Regions from separate parts of the Mus musculus genome. Here region 2 is linked to region 1. Evidence: chromatin contacts called from public promoter capture Hi-C data. All regions are on one chromosome and are shown on one strand. Each heading gives the region's core, a stretch centred on a gene start, on an enhancer-like site or on the middle of the called end of the contact. The rest is flanking DNA. Distances are from core to core; before and after follow the strand shown.

Region 1 (3,206 bases), core at 332-2,831:
GTAATCCAGAGATGCTGGTGTTCTGTGCTTTAGCATCAGTATCATGAATCTTGTGAGTTCTGCCTAAACCTCCATGTAGAGACATTTAAGAACAATGTCACATGATCCAATATCCCTCAACCTTTGTGTGCTCTGTTATGAACACTACTGATCTGAGTGTCTCTTAACCACTGAGTCATCTCTCCAACCCGAGAGTTCTACATCTTGATCTAAAGACAGCAGGAGACTATGTACCACAGTAGGCAGAGCTTGAGCATAGGAGCCGTCAAAGCATAGGAGACCTTCCCCCACAGTGACACACTTCCTCTAACAAGGCCACAACTACTCCAACAAGACCACACCTCCTAGTAGTACCATTCCCTATGGGCCAAGTGTTTACACATGAGCCTGTGGGGGCCAGTTCTATCACCTCACCACAGGTGGCTGGAAAAGCCATCAGGCTAGGAGAGAACAAGGACAGCTTCTACTAAATGCTATTTAAATTCCCCTCTGCTCCAGACCTGTCTATACAGTCATGCTTGCTTTCCACAGTCACGTTTGGAAGCCATTGTGCTCACTCTACAGAGGAAATCAGCTGGGGACCAGAAAGGCTAAGGAGCTTCTAGCTCAAGGCCTCCTAAGTGGCAAATGACAGAGCTAGAGTGGATCTTTCAGGACACAGCCTTTGCACTGTGCTCTGATGTTTGACGTCTTACAGAGAGGTGTAAGGACTCACTGGAAAATGTGGCAGGTAAGAGGAGTCCCTGCAGAGGCAGCAGCAGCTGGTCTTATGTTTTTATGTTTTTATACAAGTGAAGAAGGACGCTGGAGACCTCACATGAAAATATGTGGGAGGTAAAGTGACCTAGGGGGTGTTTCTGAAGTTCCTCTGTGGTCTCCTTTCCCTTTTTTGGGAAGCAGGGACAGTGGTGGAAACTGAACCCAAAGCCTTGCATATGCTAGGCAAGCATTCTCTCACTGAGCTACACCTTGGTCTCAGTGCCTTTTCTGAACTAGTTTAATCTTAACATAGGTGTTCCAGATATCTCTGGCCACCAGTGTGCAAGGTGAGCAAATTTCTGTCCTGTCTGGAAGAGCCCATGACTTCATATGGATTCTGCTTCATAGCCTCAGTAGTGCTGCAGACTGATTGAAGTAAAGCATTTACCAAACACGAAAATATTGATTCTTCTCACCACTTGCCATCTGTTCAGGTGTTGCCCAAGTCATATCTCCCGAGCCATTTCCCCTAGGGATGACGTAGGAATTGCTGCTTTTAAGAATACACAGGGTTGTACTGCTCCAGCCTGTTGCACACTGATTTGTTCTACTTAACGTGGGAAATATATATTTTTATAGATCTGCGGTGTACAACCACCAGCGGATTAACTTCAGCATCCATGGGTAAGTTTGCGAAAGGCCTGCGTTGTTCCAGGCCCTGGCACATGGTGGTGCTGGGCGCTGGAACGAATCCGTGAAGCCCGGGCGCGCAGCCAGCTTCCGGGTTAGGTATCGCCTGGCCGACTTCACCCCGACTCTCTCGGCCCCGCCCCGGGTGACCCCAAGGAGCTCGTTCAGGGGGCGTGGCTGGCGCGGGGCATGCCGGGCGGGCAGGTGGGCAGGTGCCTGGGCGGGGCGCGCCGTGGTTGGCAGCGGGCGGAGGGGCGGCGGCTGCGCACCCCGAAGAGTGGTAGGCGGAGCGAACGCCAAAGGCGGCGGTCGGGACCCTGACATGGACAAGCTGAAGAAAGTTCTGAGCGGCCAGGACACCGAGGACCGCAGCGGTCTGTCCGAGGTGCGTGCACCGGGGGAGTTGGCATTTCTTGGACAGCTGCCCTGCTGTCCTCCGGCCCGCCGCGCCGAGCTCTGCCGGGACACAGCCACAGGTGGCAGCGCGAGCTTTGTGGAAGGCGTGGCTCCCGAACCCTCTCCAACCTTCCCTCCGAAGGGCTTGAGGCTCTGAAGCAAGACCTCAGAAATCTGTGGAGTGGGAGTGTGGATCCCGGGGCCTCCTGGAATCCGGGCCCCGAGCCCCATCCCAGCCGGACCGGCCAGGGAGAGAGAGCCCTTTGGAGTTGGGCGAGGCCGGCGGCCTTCGTGGAAGGATCCACCGCCGGATCGCGGACTAGTTTAGGTTGTGGGGTGTGAGAGCCAGACCTTATGCGTTCTGCTTTGTAATTGTAAAACTCCGTGAACGCCTGATAACAGGGACTTACCAGGTCTCCGAATCTCCAGGGCTACTTTCTAAACTATAGATTCTCACCACGCTCGGAGACTGCCAGTGTGTTTGTTTTGTTAGTAGGGCTTTGATGGCTCTGAAACTTGACCACAAAAGTCCTGTGCTCCAGAGCCACTCAGAATGTCATATTTTGGGTGCTTTGGAAGTTTGTTTACATTTCCTTTCTTGATTGAAGACAGAATTACGTTTTACTTGATGTATCCTTAGCCCCGGTTTCCCCTTCTGAGAAAGAAGGGTGTTGAACGAGATGCAATAGCCCCTTTTCCTTGGAAATTGGAGTTCCTCTTTAGTGTTTACTTGACTTTCTTGTGGTTTCCCCAACATTCTGCGCTCACTTCTGTGGTTGATTTTGTTCTGAGTTTTGTCTTTGCAAAAAAACAAAACAAAACACAACTGCATCTCAAAGAGAATAAATTATTTTGAAGCCAAATACGAGTGACCATGGCCCCAGGACAGATTCAGGTTTCTGCAAACTCAGTGTTCCAACATGATAACAGTTTGATAAGTTCTTAGAGTAACAGAACAAATTAACAAATTAAGGTACTTTTCAGAAGCATTAGTGGAAGCGGTAAGCAGGCAGTTAGGGCAGTGTGGAGGAATCTCAGCTGTGGCTCCCAGAGGCTGCCTGATAGCATTCGAAAACCTTGTTAAGATAATAAATTCCAAGGTGTTTTTCCCTAGCAGTTTCCGGGAGGTTAGTCACTGTTACATCAGACACAGGTGGGCAAGAAAGAACTGCTTCCTGGGGACTAAAGATAACCCAAGGGCAGTTGCAATTAGGCTCAGTAGCTGCAACTTTCCAATCTCTGCATGATCGTTAAAATTCAAATTAGTGATTTTCATGTTTTAATTTTTTCATTTTTAAAAAAAATTTCTGGCTTCTTGTGAACTTTCATATGAGAAGCTCCCTCCCCCCCACAAAAAGCCCCAAGATTTAGTTGACCGTCGCTGTCATGTAAAGATAAGCTCTGTAGAAGGAACAGGCTGT
Region 2 (3,206 bases), core at 374-2,873, 290 kb before region 1:
TGACTTGGGGACAGTTTTGTTGTGACTTGGGGACAGTTTTGTTGTGATTACTAAGGAAGGAAAGCAGCCTCATTTTGAGACTAGAAAGATGGGAGTTGAAGTGAAAGCAGAATTACTGTAGATCTGAGATAGGCATAAGGGACTCAAGGGACTCACACAGCCCAGGCCAGCCTCAGACTTCATCTGGAGTTGAGGCTCGCCTTGATCTCCTGATTCTCCTGCTTCCACTTCCCAAATGCTAGGGTGAACAGGAGTATCCCAATCCATGGGAAACCTGATTTGTCCATGAGTCTAAAAGGCAAGGATATCTAAAGTAAATAGCTGGGAGTTTTTCTTATGAGTCTTCTTAAGAGTAAAATAGACAAATTCCATTTTAGAAGAATTTTCTGTAAGTTCTGCAACATAATAAATGGTAGTGGCAGAGATACTCTCCACAGATACACCCACGGCTTAGTTACAATTTAAGCACTTCACAGGTTGTTTTGGGACTCACTGTGTAGACTTTGAACTCACAGAGGTCTACCTGACCCTTCCTCTCAGATGGTGGGATGCCACCATGCCCGGCTCCCTCAGGCACCTTAGATGAAGCATTTCATGTAAGACTGACACATTGGGGATGTCCAAATCTACAGAAAAGGTGTGTTTAATCCTCTCATCTGGAGGGCATGTGGATGGCACCTTGCCAATTCTCTCACAGTCAAGCAGAATGTGTGAGCCTGTGGGAATATAACTAGGAATGAGGATTCCCCACCCCCACCCCAAACAAAAGAACAAGTGAGGATGTGAAGGTACAGCAAGCATCCTTCCTGGCTGAATCCAAGCACACCTTCTGATGTCATGGGAAAACTGAGCAGTAACAGGATGCGAAGATTATGGATATGTTAGGACCGATCACAACCATGTCCATCATCATCTCTTGTAGAGTTTCCTACTAGTTTTTGACTTATGCTCAGTTTTTCATCAATAATGTAGTCTTCTTTAAGAAGAGGACAATGGGGGTTGGGGCTGGGGGGTTGAAAAGGAACGGTATCACCAAAGCTTGCTTGATCACTCTGTCAACTCCTCTTCTGCATTCTTCATGGTTTTTAGTGTCTATACACTTTTGTGACTTATTTTCTGTCAGTCTCTTCTTGGCCTGTTTACACTGTCTCCCTCTGAACTGTAAACCCCCTCTTTAGAGATCACATTATTAGTCTTTCTTTCTTCCACAGCACCTTTCTAGCACCTTCATATGATAGGCACTTACTATTTGACTGATGAAAGCAAACAGGACAAGCTAGAAATATATGATATCCAAGACAAACAGGACAGGGTCACATTTAAGCTTCTAATCTAACCTAAAAGGCTGGCAGAAATAAACCCTGAACTTGCCAACCACTCTCCTCTCAAGTCTATTAGCTGTGACACTAGATGGTCGTTTTCCTTCTAGCTCTGCTATTTCTTCTACTGAAACTCCTACTTCCCACGTACCTCTGTTCTCCAAGACTGTGGAGAAGCTCGAGCCTAGATTAGGGACTAGATCTTTCAGGAATGCAGAGAACAGGAAAGGGGTCTGGTGTTATTATTCTGAAGACAGCAGAAGTGCCATGTCTGTCCATACCTGACCCATCAAATGACAGTTTTGTCAAAAAGCCGTTTTCCAGGCCACACCCTCATCAGAAGTTCATTGTTTCACGCGCACTGGCTGTGCTTCTGATTGGCTGGCATCACCGTACCCCTCCCCCAACACTGAGTGGTCTACTGCTCTTGGAAGACTGGCTTGGCTCAATCTCAGGTTCTCATGTCTGGACATGTGAGACAGTTGGAGAGAGTGAAATAACCCCATCGTTTACACATCTCTTTCCTTGACCATGTGGAGGGTGACTGAAATTAGGTCACAGTTGATAGGTGACTATTATCAAAAGAAAAGTCTCTTAAGCAAGCACCCAAGTTTAGTCAATACAGTAGTTTCGCCATGTCTTTGGTTTTGTTACGCAAGCTAAGTTACCACTGATCAACTTTGGTCTGAAAACATGAATGGAAAATTACAGCAATACTCTTTCTTTTTGGAATTACAGTGTTCAGCAGCATAATGAAGTCTCTCACTGTCCTCTCTGGGACACGAATCATCCTCCTGTCCAGTGTAGTCACTCTGTATAAATGACTTGTATGGCAGACTTGTCAGCATTTTGCTACAATTGTCTTATCTTATTACTGTTGTTATTAATTTCTTACTATACTTCATTAAAAAACTGGCATAGATGTCTACAGACAACCAGCAGCACCTCAGCGTTTGGTACTATCTTCCAGGTGCTGCCAGGGCTGGTGGATAAACAAAGGAGCACTATTGTAGTGACCACACTATCAGGGCCATGAATTTTACCAGTTTTAATGAATTTACTACTTGTGAGGTAAAATTTTGACAAATTATACATCTGTTTTTGAATATACGTCTGGTTTTAATGTGTCTACTTATAAATTTACGCAAAGGTCAGTTAAAATCTGAGGCCTTATGAGTAAGAATTTAAGTTTTCACAATCCAGTGGGACACTGTCAAAGTATGTTTTAAAGGAGCTGTCCTGGCTAGTTTTATGCCAACTTGACACAAGGTAGAGTCATCAGAGGTGGGAGCCTCAGCTGAGAGAAGGCCTCTATTTGGCTGGGGTGTAGGTGAGCTTGTGAGGCCTTTTCTTAGAGATTGATGTGGGTGGACTCAGCTGCTGTGGTGGGCCCACCCTTCGACAGGTGGTCCTGAGTGCTATAGGAAAGAAGGTTGAGCAGGAGAGAATGCAGCCCCATGGCCCTGCATCAGCTCCTGCCTCCAGGCTCCTGCCCTGTTTGAGTCCCAACTTCAATGATAGACTATGATGTGGAATATCGAAGTGCGAGGTCAAACCCTTTCTTCCCCAACTCTGCTTTTGGTGTTTCATGGCAGCAACAGAAACCCTAAGACAGGGCATATATTTAAAACTTAAACAAAAAACTGAAAATATATGTGAATATTCTTATAGCCAATTCTAGTAATTAAATTTACTGTATTCCAAAATGTAAAAACACACATTTTAAGGGAGGGGGGTTTAATTATGCGTATGCTACTGAATCCAGTCTCAGGGTGAATCTAATTAAACAGACCTTTCAGTTGGTAAATGTTAGAGCTGCTTTTCCCATTTGGCTACACAAAGAAGCTCTGGCATTGACTTTTGCTTTAAAGAGATTTGGAGCTTCGA

The links. Capture Hi-C pulls out chosen DNA fragments and counts their contacts.
Region 2: a contact with region 1 is called in a promoter capture Hi-C map of liver. The contact joins the promoter of Adcy10 here to the promoter of Sft2d2 in region 1. A contact is called at or near these places in 1 of 39 promoter capture datasets (liver), 1 of 115 datasets of contacts at active chromatin or transcription factors (double positive thymocytes) and 2 of 9 other capture datasets (adipose tissue and liver).

What each region holds. Positions count from the first base shown.
Region 1 is chr1:165,192,808-165,196,013 of GRCm38.p6, reverse strand. It overlaps Sft2d2 (SFT2 domain containing 2), which reads left to right and starts at 1,581. Exons shown (of 8, transcript NM_145512.4): 1 at 1,581-1,774. The coding sequence starts at 1,712.
Region 2 is chr1:165,483,600-165,486,805 of GRCm38.p6, reverse strand. It overlaps Adcy10 (adenylate cyclase 10), which reads right to left and starts at 1,623. Exons shown (of 34, transcript NM_173029.3): 1 at 1,471-1,623.